3 separate regions of the Zea mays genome follow, and all the other regions are linked to region 2. A link is a contact called in public Hi-C data. All regions are on one chromosome and are shown on one strand. The core of a region is the stretch at or near the end of the contact, and the rest is flanking DNA. Distances in the headings are between cores, read along the strand shown.

Region 1 (3,543 bases), core at 421-2,920, 140 kb after region 2:
CTCCACGTTGTGGCGTCCTAATGGACGAGGGTTGCACTCAACCCCTCTCAAGTGATCCAATGATCGACTTGAATACCACGGTGTTTTTCTTTCTTTTACTCTTTCCCGTTTGCGAGAAATCTCCACAACTTGGAGCCTCTCGCCCTTACAATTGATGATCACAAAGAAGCACGGAAGTAAGGATGGGAAGAGCAACACACACAAGACTCAAAGCACGAGCACAATCACGCACACAAGCCACAACTTGAGCTCACAACACAACTCAAAGAGTTCTCTACTCAAATGGAGCTCAAGTCACTATCACAAAGAATCGAATGCGCGAGAATGAAGTCTTGGTGCTTAGGAATGATCAATGAATGCTTGGGTGACTCCTCCATGCGCCTAGGGGTCCCTTTTATAGCCTCAAGGCAGCTAGGAGCCGTTGGAGGCATTCTTGGAAGGCAATTCTTGCCTTCTGTCGGGTGGCGCACCGGACAGTCCGGTGCACCACCGGACATCCACTGTTCATTGTCCGGTGCGGATCTCCTTCTTAAAATGGCACAGCCGACCGTTGCAGAATTGTAGTCGTTGGCGCACCGGACACTGTCTGGTGCACACCGGACAGTCCGGTGCCCCCAGCCGACCGTTGGCTGGGGCCACGCGTCACGCGCGGCCGACCGTTGCGCTGGCGGCCGTGGTTCACCGGACAGTCCGGTGCACCACCAGACAGTCCGGTGAATTATAGCCGTACGCCGCCGACGAATTCCCGAGAGTGGCCAGTTCATCAGAACTAGCCTGGCGCACCGGACACTATCCGGTGCACCACCGGACAGTCCGGTGCACCCAGACTGAGTAGCAGTTGGCTGTACATAGCCAACTCTTTTCCAATCCTTTTCTTTTCCTGATTCTAGCACTTAGACAAATATATTAGTACACAAAAACCAATATACTAAGTCTAGAACCATACCTTCTTGTAGATTTGCACTTCATCCATCATTTAGCATATAATTACTCACTCAATATGTGTTGGGCACTTAATCACCAAAATATACTAGAAATGGCTTAAGGGCACATTTCCCTTTCATTACTGTCCGTTGGCCTCCCTCTGCGCGTGTATATATACGAGGAGGGATACGAACTTCCTTAGACACGTTGCGTACAACCAATTCCCGTCCCATCTTTTGCGAGCACAAATAGTGTGGGAAAGCAGGCCTCTGAAATCGTCGTCCGCAGAGAGACACTTGCACATGTGTGCGGGCAATCAGGTTTTTGGGGAGCGTACTCGCGACTGCTCGCTTCGTCCGCTCGACCAACACTGATCAAGTTTCTCGTCGCCGGCACCGTTCGTGGGACTGCACTGCATACATCTGCCTGCGTCGACTGCTTACGACTAAATCGAACATACACACGAGATGTCTCGTGTGAATGGAGCCACTGAGCATCGGTCCCTCCATAGAGTACAATATGTTCTTTGGATTTGTGCGTATTTTACTGTTGTTTACTACTTATGTGAGTAGTGATACATATACACATACATGTGGTCACATACATTATTGTGATTTTCTGGATTAAATTAAAACTGAAAATGTTTATTTCTCCAACATACTAATGAATTAGTATGTATTGTTGGTGCCATAAATTTTATAAAATATACTTATTTTTAAATTATAGGACATTTTTAAAGTTGGAGATGCTTTATAAAAAGGGAACGCCTCCCCACGTACGATTTGCTGTTGCATTATTGCAAGAATTTGGATCAGCTCTACCATATTTTGTGGTGGTTGAGACTTGAGAGCGCTGTGTTAATGGAGGCAGCAAACAACATGGAGGACACAAGCCTGCTCATGGAATGGGCGATGGACACGCTGCTGCAGGAGGAGGAGGAGCCTGCGGCGCTCTACGACAGCTGCGGCGAGGCAGTAGCCGTCTTCCCCTCGTTGCAAGGGCTCCGCGACGCCTCCCACGCGGCGGAGATGGTGCGGGAGCTGATGGCCGCCGTCGAAACCGACGACGCGGCAAACAGCTGGACGACGAGCGGTTCTGGCGGCGAGGTCACCGACGGCGGCAGCAGCGGGGCCACTGACCCTGCAGCCCCCGCGGCTGCGGAGGCCGCGGATTTCTACGGCGGCTCCGGGCCGCCACACTCGCCCAACTCGTTCCCGAGCGGCAAAACCAACACCAGTCTGCCCACGGTGAGGGTGAGCTGGAACTTCGTCACCGGCTCGGCGGCGGCGCAGCCTCGCAGCGACGGCGTGCTGGAGGAAGGCGCCGTCCCGATACGCCGCGTGCCGCCGGAGCTGGCCCACCGCCGCCGGTCGCCGCCACCGCCGCCGAGAAGAGCCCACCACCCAACACGCGGCATGGGAGCCGCGTCGTGCACGCCGGAACACATCGTCGCGGAGCGCAAACGCCGGGAGAAGATCAACAATCGCTTGATCGAGCTCTCCACCGTCATCCCAGGACTCAAGAAGGTCCTTTCTCAGTCCCAGCCGATCCATATGAACTGAACCCCTGCCCTTGTTCTCTCTGCACTCTGCTGCATCGATCAAATCCCCGATAACCTGCTCGATCGTGGCATGGCAGATGGACAAGGCGACGATCCTCTCCGACGCAGCCAAGTACGTGAAGGAGCTCCAGCAGCGGCTCAAGGCCCTGGAAGAGGCTGCCGCCGCCGCCGCCGGCAGCAGCAGGACCAAAGCGCCGACGACGACGGACGAGAATGGCGGCTCCCGGTCGCCGACGTCGGCATCGTCGTCGTCGGGGTCACCGGCGCTTCCGGAGATCGAGGCACGCTTCTCCGAGAGGAGCGCGATGGTGAGGATCCATTGCGGGGGCGGCAAAGGGGTGGCGGCGGCAGCGCTCGCCGTGGTCGAGGGCCTCGGGCTCACCGTCGTCCATGCCAATGTCATGCCCTTCTCGATTTGCACTATCATCATAACCATCACGGCAGAGGCAAGTCCGTTTTCTTTTTCTTTTTTTTTTGTCAGACATGTTTGATCTCTGTGGTAAACAGTTTTCAGATTAATTTAGCACTTTTGCCTCTAAACCGACTGACTAATTGTTAGCCAGAGAGCTGGCAAACTATTTGCCCATCGACCATTTGAACTTATTAATAGATACTAATACATCATATAAAAGAAAAAGAATATATTAGTCAAGACTCCAAACATACTCTGGTTGCTAGCTAATTATTTACCAACTAATTGTTAACTACGGACAAACAATTAACCACGAGGATCTAAACTGAGCCTTACTTTAGAAGATTAATGCATTCACCACTCTCTGATCTCTGCATGCTTTCTATATTTGAACATATAGGAATAGGATGTACTAAAAATACTAAACTTCTGATTTGGTGTACCAAATGCCTGAAAATGCGTTGTTTTAGTTAGCTGGTTAGGAACATCTATAAGGGCTTGTTCGGTTAGCTCTCAATCCATGTGGATTGAGTGGGATTGGATGGGTTTGAAACCCAAACAAGTCAAACCTCTTCTCATTTTTTTCCAATCTCATCCAATCCATGTGTTTTGGGAATAACCGAACAAGCCCTAAAATGGTGGGAAA
Region 2 (3,664 bases), core at 702-3,201:
AAGGATGAGTGCAATTTCGTATGTCCTTGTAATCATATCCATCATGTATGCCATGCTACGTACAAGTCTAGGCATTTCTTATGCTCCAAGCATTACAAATAGGTACCAATTTAACCTAGGTGAGGCTCATCGGGTGGCTATGGAGAATATCTTAAAGTACTTGTAAAGAACTAAGGATATGTTTGTGGTTTATGGAGGTGAGGAAGAGTTCATTATAAATGGTTATATGATGCTAGCTTACAAACCGATAGAGATGATAGTCAATCTGAATCTAGATTCATGTTCTGCCTAAATGGAGGAGCAATAAGTTGGAAAAGTTCTAGACAAGAGATATTGGCTCGTTCTACGATAGAGGTCATGTATATTACATCGTCAGATGCTACTAAGGAGACTATTTGGATTAGAAAGTTTGTTTCTGAGTTGTATGTGGTTCCAAGTGTGCCAAATCCTTTATATCTTTGTTGTGATAATAATGGCGCCACTACACAGACTGAGAAACCTAGATCGCACCAAAATCCAAATACATACCATATTCATGAGATCATTAATAGAGGTTGTGTGAATATTTGTAAACTGTACACAAATTTGAATGTTGCTGATCCGTTGTCGAAGTCTCTTCTACAACCAAAACATAAGGCACACGTGAGCGCAATCGATATCAGATACCTGCATGATTCATTTTAGTGTAAGTGGAAGTTAATTGTATAAATGGCTTATATTTATAAGTGTTGAATGAAGTGTTACTCAATCCCTCAAATTATTATTATTACGTCGGCTCTCGATTGCATGACTTGTTCGTTAAATGTATGGTTTATAATGTTTATAATTTTATTCAAAATATGTGTGTCTTATGTCATTATACGAGACAATAATAATTTTATAGATTAGAACATATATTGATTTATGGACATGCATGTTTCATGGATCATTGATATAGAAATATTAAATTAATAATATGGATATATGATAAAATTTATGGTGTCAGATTTTTTCTGTGTTTACTGGACCGACTCAATCTTTTTAGACCCACAACAAGCAAGGTTCACACAAGAAAATAAAACCGTGGACTTGAGAATCTTGATCCAGTTTTTTAACCGTGGCTAGCGGGTCGAACCTAAACGGGACCATCCTGGCCGTCAGCAGGCCCATTTGGCCATCTCTAGATGGGCGAGCCGTTGCCGTTCCGTGTACAGTAAAGTACCACGTGAGGCTGTGTAATAAAGAGGACAGGTGGGGCTGCAGCTGCCCTGCCAGTGCCAGATCAGCTGGAGAAGAAGAGGACGGCTGAAAGACGAAACTGAAATTTATACAAATTATTATTACAACAAAACTGTTTTAAAATCGTAAGACGTTTTAGTGTTTTTTTCTCTAGGTTTATTTATTATGCGCTATATATTATTAATGTCATATAATTTGGTTGGTTGGGACTTGGGACGGCCGGACGGGAAAGTAATAAAGTACTGCATACTGAAGAGATGAGGAGGAGTACAGCAGCGAATGAATTCGATTATCTGAACTTGTTATTACTATGATTATTGCGTCGCGGTGACAGATGATGCATGGGGTGGGTACGGTAGCAAAACAGGAACACGACTGAATTCAAGCAACTACATACAGCACAAGTCGGCATCAGGCATATGAACAGACACAGATACAGAGACATGGATCGTCGTCGGCAAGGATGACTAGCTAGGTGTTCTTGGTGATGGCGTAGATGGCGTAGATGATGCCGGGGATGTAGCCGAGGAAGGTGAGGAGGAGGCAGATCCAGAACTCGTGGCCGCACCCGTACTTGAGGAACACCCCCAGCGGAGGCAGGATGATGGCGATCAGGATGTCCACGCAGTTGGCAGTCCCCTCCGACATGCTGCCGATGCTTCTTCTTCCTCCTCTTCTTCTTCTCTGCCTTGGCTTGGCTTGGATGGATCGGATTCCTTCTCTCCTTTCGCTTTGCCTCTTCCCTGGCTTCACTTTCACTTTATAGGCAGGCAGACCTTGGACGAGAGGGAGGGCGATGGGATGGCGACAGCTACATACCAGTCGAGCGATCTACTAGCTAGTCCGGTGGCACGCAAACGCAACACGTCTCGTCGCCGCGTACGTGGACGGTGGATGCATGCATCCATCAATCGATCGGCCGGCGGTCGACGGACCAAGCGTGGGCGGCGGCTGCGCGGGTGTCCGGGGAGGTGTGGACCCCACACGGCCTTCCTGCCCGCTTCCTTCGCTGCTAAGCAGCAGCATCCAATTCTTTCTTTCACGCTGCGCGGACGGCGGCCAGACCGCGTGCGGTGCGGCCGCCTGCTGCTGCTGCTGTGCTTGTTACCCCATACTGACAGCTAGCCAGTCTTCTTCTCTCTCGCCAGTCGCGTGCAACGCGTGTGGGCCTATAACTAGTTAACTCGGGCCCAACGACAAGTCGTCTTTATACGGCCGCATGGACGAGTTTCATAGGCCGAATTTACGGCGACATCTATCTGCTGCTGAACGGCCCAGTTATGTTAGGGCCCCTTTTCTCCTGAGTCCCAAATATTAAATCCAGGTAGCTATACGATTTGATTTTCCTGTTAGTTTAAGCACTTACCTGTGTGAAGGGTCACATGACTGGCAAAAACAAAAGACAACATATCTGGTGCACATAGAACATTGGTGCACATGGTGCACATATTAAATCATCACCACTCATTTTAAATCTAATGTCTCTAGTTGTTTGGTACATTTTATTAAGGACACCCTCCAACGTGGTGTTGTATAGTGGTGGAAGGTGTTATTTGTAAATTGAATAATCAACTAGAGACGTTAGATCTAAAATGAGTGTTAATGATTTAATATGTGCACCATGTGCACCAGTCTTCTAGGTGCACCAGATACGTCCTCAAAACAAAATTGATTGAGACGCAGGGTTCAATCTATTTTTTAGGTTTGAGCAATATTACGCATTGTTTAATATTTTTAGAATTGTGTAAAGTAAAAATATATTAAATATTTTTTAATTAAAGAGTACTAATGCAAATATATCTACATTTTAATTGTAAAATAATGCTGTGCAAAAAATATATTATCGAATGTTCAAAAAGAATATATATTTTGTAGGTAATTAAAAGGTAAGGTCTGTGCAACATTGCTCGAAATTTAGACCAGACAATCTGATATATGCACTTTTTTATTTTTCACTAGGAGTACAATGTTCATTTTACCCCTCACTTAAAACCATTAAGTGTCTAAACTAACATAAAGGCCATAAATAACTGAATTTAGTTCCAGACCTCATAGGTTAGATCAAATAAAAAATAACCATTACAGGAAGCAAGATATATTTTTTTTGGGGGGGGGGGGGGATTCATGCGTGTGTGTATGTTGCATTCAACATTTTCTGTAAGATCACTGTGCAAAAAATACATTCAACATTTACGGTGTGTATGTTGCATCAATGTTGGTTCCATCTCATACTTTTATCACAAAAAGGATTCAAAACATGTTTGAACATCGATTCAAATGTTTTAAAGGTTTTTCATATGTTAATTTATGTGTCGGTCCTATTATTTATTTATATATGTAGTGTGAAAGAGGGCCACACCTAAAAGGTTCATGCAGTCCTTTGACTAAGCCAGATAAGATCAATCTAACATCTTTAGCATCCTAACTCATAGCAAGAACGTAACCT
Region 3 (4,018 bases), core at 972-3,471, 170 kb before region 2:
ACGTACGGCCGGCCAAGCTGCTTCTGATGGCGAGATCTACTACGTACATACTACATATATATGCATCTATTTTATCTTCTATTTATATACTTGAACCCAATAATATCAAAAGGACGAAATGACTCTTCTATATATATCTGTGTTTTTCTATTTCCCAAAACACACCTTAATTAGTACTCTCTATGTTAGCTACATATGAACTAATAAGCTTGCATCTATATATACAAGCTTGAATAACTTTTCAAGATATATTTGGGTTCTATATAGATACATATTTTTACTTTGCTTATATATATAAAAAGGCCTGCAGGGGTGCATTAATGCTTATTAGTAGTGGAGCACAAGGATCTGAAAGGAAAGGAGGAGCTTGCATTTCAATTCAATACAGTGAACACTGTAGCGCTAGTGGTCACGGAAATTAAGTGAGGTGCCCATCTGAACCACTGGCCATCTGAACCTCCGTAGCTGTTTAATTTGTTCACACAAATGATTTGGGAAATGCTGGGCATGCATGCATGCATGCAATGGGTCTAGCTTGAGGAAATTCTATTGCAGTGTGCATATTTTCTACAACTTCGTCAATCATTAGTTGCTGTAATCTCGCTACATATGCAGTCCTTGGTTACACACACATACATACATATAAAGTTATTGATTGAATATATATATCACTAGAACATGACCTAATATATTTGAGGAATCAGTACACGACTTAAACTGAGGAATCAAATGGATCCGATAAAAAAGGCATATATGAGTCAAATAGCTAGGTAGGGGTGTCTGAATGCTAATAACCAGAATAAAATGTAACAACGCTCGTCGAATTTGGCATCCTGTGTATCTATAACCACTAGACTCTTTACCCTCTAAATCTTAGATCACTTTAGCTAACTGATCTTCATACTTCAAATAATAGAAAGTCTAAACGTTGTTTAAAGATTAGACCAACCGCACAAAAACATTTAAATCATACGATTAGTGTTCTAAAGTTTTAGTCTTTAACTTGAGCTACCAATAAACTCTTCATCAACCACCAAATTTTAGAGTAGAAAGTACAAACAGCCGCAAAAGGTTTACAAACAGAGAGATATGCTACCAATAAACTCTTCATCATTCACGAGGTGCTTTGTTTTCCCCCTTGATCACATATAAAATAGTAACAGAGAGATATGCTGGAGATCTTTAGACCGTATCTTTTTTTTCTTTGATGACAAGGCAGGTACAACGTTGACTAGGCGCAGGCTCCAATTAAGACGCGCCATTTTTTTCTTTTCAACGAACTTAATTTGGGCACGAATCAAGGCATACCTGGTGGTGGTGGTGCTGGGCCGCCTGGGCTTGGATGAGCTGGTGGTAGAGCGCGCCGTAGCTCCGGGTCAGCTCCTCCAGCATCCGCCGCAGCTGCCGGTTCTCCTCGCCGGCCTGCCGCAGCTCCCCCTCCACCGCCGCCACGTCCATCTATATACTCCGATCGGATCCAATATTACCATGAGCTACGAGACGATAAACGTAATGTTCTGGTGTGGAAGCTGGGAATGAATGGACATGCAAGCAGACACCCAGCCCTCTTCTTACCTCTGTATCGTCGTCACGACCACTGGCCGCCGTCCCCTCGCCGCCGTCGCCCGCTGCCGGCCTGGTCAGCAGGTCCAGTGCAGTCTGTGCCGGCACGGAACATGAAAGTGAGAGAGAAATAAATTTCGTATCATGGCTATCTTAATCTTAATTATATTGCAAGCACAGACATCACGAATGGATCTCGAGCTCGCGATCTCGCTCGATCTCGACGGGGAGACTTACGTTGACCGTGGTGTTACGGCAGCCACGAGCTACTGCTCCTGCGGGCTCTCGACCGCCATCTTCCCCGCCGTCGTCCTCGTCGGTGATGCGGCGAGACACGGCACCGCCGGCGGCGGCCGAGAAGAAGTCCACCTCCTTGATCTCGCTCCTGCGCCCGCCGCCGCCGCCGTGGCCGGCCCCGGAAGTCGCCTGCTGGTCCCCGTGCTCCGCAAAGACCGTCATCTCCTCTTCCTCCTTGATCCCTCGCTGCTGCTGCTGCTGCTGGTGTTTCGGCACCAAGTCCATGGATGGGTAGGCTGGAGCGAGGAGGTATCAAATCAAGCCGGGTAATGGCGAGGAAGACACGGCTATATACAGCTTGTGACGACCGGTGCCGTACTAGCTAGAGAGAGAGAGAGAGAGAGAGAGAGAGATGTCCAACTATGCAAGCTACTACTAGTACTGCAGAAAGAAGAAAAACCGAATGAAGAAGCGGCCGGAAACGTGAAACGGAAAGACTTGGACTTGCACATAGGAACGAGACGGCAGGAAGGGAAAGGGTTGGACCAATGGCACAGGGACGAACTGGTGGGCCAGCCCGCGTGGCGTCAGCGTGATAGGTGGCTGAGGCTGGACACGACGCGCTGCCCTGCCCCACGTGTCGCTGCGCGTGGGCCGGGTCAACCCAGTCAACGGATGCTGCGTTTTGCGACTCGAGGAGTGGCGGAGAATTACTATAATAACATCTCTCTCACCAATTATTTTACCATTATATAAAATTACTATTGTTACCGGTTGGGTTTCTTTACAATTTTTTTTGTTCTATGGGAAAATGGAAGAGGAGAGCCGAAGAGGTTACAAATTTCATTCCTCTCCGACAAATGATACGAAACATCAATTCTTTTATATATATATGTCGACACTCATCTTTTTTTAGTTACACGGGTTTAAGTCTTAAACACGAATGCTGGTGTTTTCTTGGACTAATTTTTATTCTAGGATCTAATAAGTATGTAACGCCGCGCTATTCTTTTAATTGTAGGTGTAGGTGGTGTGTGGTCGTTGACAGCGAATCGGATAAGGTGTGCCTATACGTATACGTGTTTGTGTGTGAGTTGTACATGGATTTGGAAAAGATCGTATGTAGTTCATCACACCAAGACAAAACGGAGGTGGACTTGTATATAGTCACACACACAGTAACACACACATTATACACTACTACTTAGATGTCTGTGCCATTGTTGCTACGGTTTCTATATATATCACGTAGTTAGATCTTGTATTATATTATACTTGAACATATCTATACTACTATATTAAAAACTTAATATGGTCACCACGGCTTCACCTTCCGTGCTAACATTCTGGACCCACCAACCACACCGCGCAAAAAAAGTGCAAAGCGAGCACTCAAACCCACGCCCACTGCTTCAGAAAGTTTAGTCGTCTAACCACCAGACCATATTTATCTTAGTGTTTAGAAATAAACAATATATCTCAATATTATTTATATGACACTCCATCCATTCCGGTATATAAGATGTAACCACCTCTTATTCCAAGACCAAAAAATATATTTAATTCTCTCTATACCACTGGATCGATAAGTATGTATAAAAAAAGCACGCCTTATATTGTGGGACAAGAATAAAAAGTGGTTACGCCTTATATTATAGGACGGATGGAGTATATAATAATCGTAGCAAAGCACATACAACTGGCTAGTATATAGAATATGAAGCAATAAAAATATATGTGTTGTATTGGTCAGATGTATGGGCGTGAATGTGGAGCCAACAACGACGAAGGTTCGAACCTCTGCTTGCGTACATTTTTATGCGAGGAGCTGAGAACCTTTCCGTCGGTTGAGTTTGATCAGGCTGACGGGGGCACCGCACAATTACTCAAAGAGTGGAGCAAAATGTTATTTTCAGGAACAACAGAACTGCAATTGCACATGGCCATGGATAGAGATGTTCATAAAACATGAGATTAATATGACCAATCTAATAATTTAATATAGATATGCATAGAATTCGAAGCTATTTTTTAGTCATTCTTATCAAGAATATTATAAAGTACTATAAAAAATTGTATAATTATTGGTGTGCATTACTTTCTTCCTACAATTAAAAAGGTAAAAACACATCGGAATCTATATCCGATTTTTATATTAATTATTTTAAAAGATATAGAACGGATTTAAGGTTTAGTTTTTATAAATATTAATAAACTC

Evidence for each region. Hi-C and Micro-C count contacts between places; a contact is called where the count stands out from the background.
Region 1: a Hi-C map of leaf shows a contact between it and region 2, with 5 times the contacts expected there. The contact joins the promoter of LOC103641360 here to the promoter of LOC100135422 in region 2. A contact is called at or near these places in 3 of 25 Hi-C or Micro-C datasets (ear, endosperm and leaf).
Region 3: a contact with region 2 is called in a Hi-C map of endosperm, with 2.2 times the contacts expected there. The contact joins the promoter of LOC103641355 here to the promoter of LOC100135422 in region 2. A contact is called at or near these places in 2 of 25 Hi-C or Micro-C datasets (endosperm and leaf).

Annotation. Positions count from the first base shown.
Region 1 is chr10:89,207,669-89,211,211 of Zm-B73-REFERENCE-NAM-5.0, forward strand. LOC103641360 (transcription factor MYC2) reads left to right here and starts at 1,671. Exons shown (of 3, transcript XM_020546050.2): 1 at 1,671-2,450; 2 at 2,563-2,931. The coding sequence starts at 1,785.
Region 2 is chr10:89,063,686-89,067,349 of Zm-B73-REFERENCE-NAM-5.0, forward strand. It overlaps LOC100135422, which reads right to left and starts at 1,952. Exons shown (of 1, transcript NM_001114162.2): 1 at 1,510-1,952. The coding sequence starts at 1,866. The coding sequence ends at 1,690.
Region 3 is chr10:88,889,870-88,893,887 of Zm-B73-REFERENCE-NAM-5.0, forward strand. It overlaps LOC103641355 (probable WRKY transcription factor 47), which reads right to left and starts at 2,222. Exons shown (of 6, transcript XM_008664711.3): 1 at 1,801-2,222; 2 at 1,576-1,659; 3 at 1,309-1,458. The coding sequence starts at 2,085.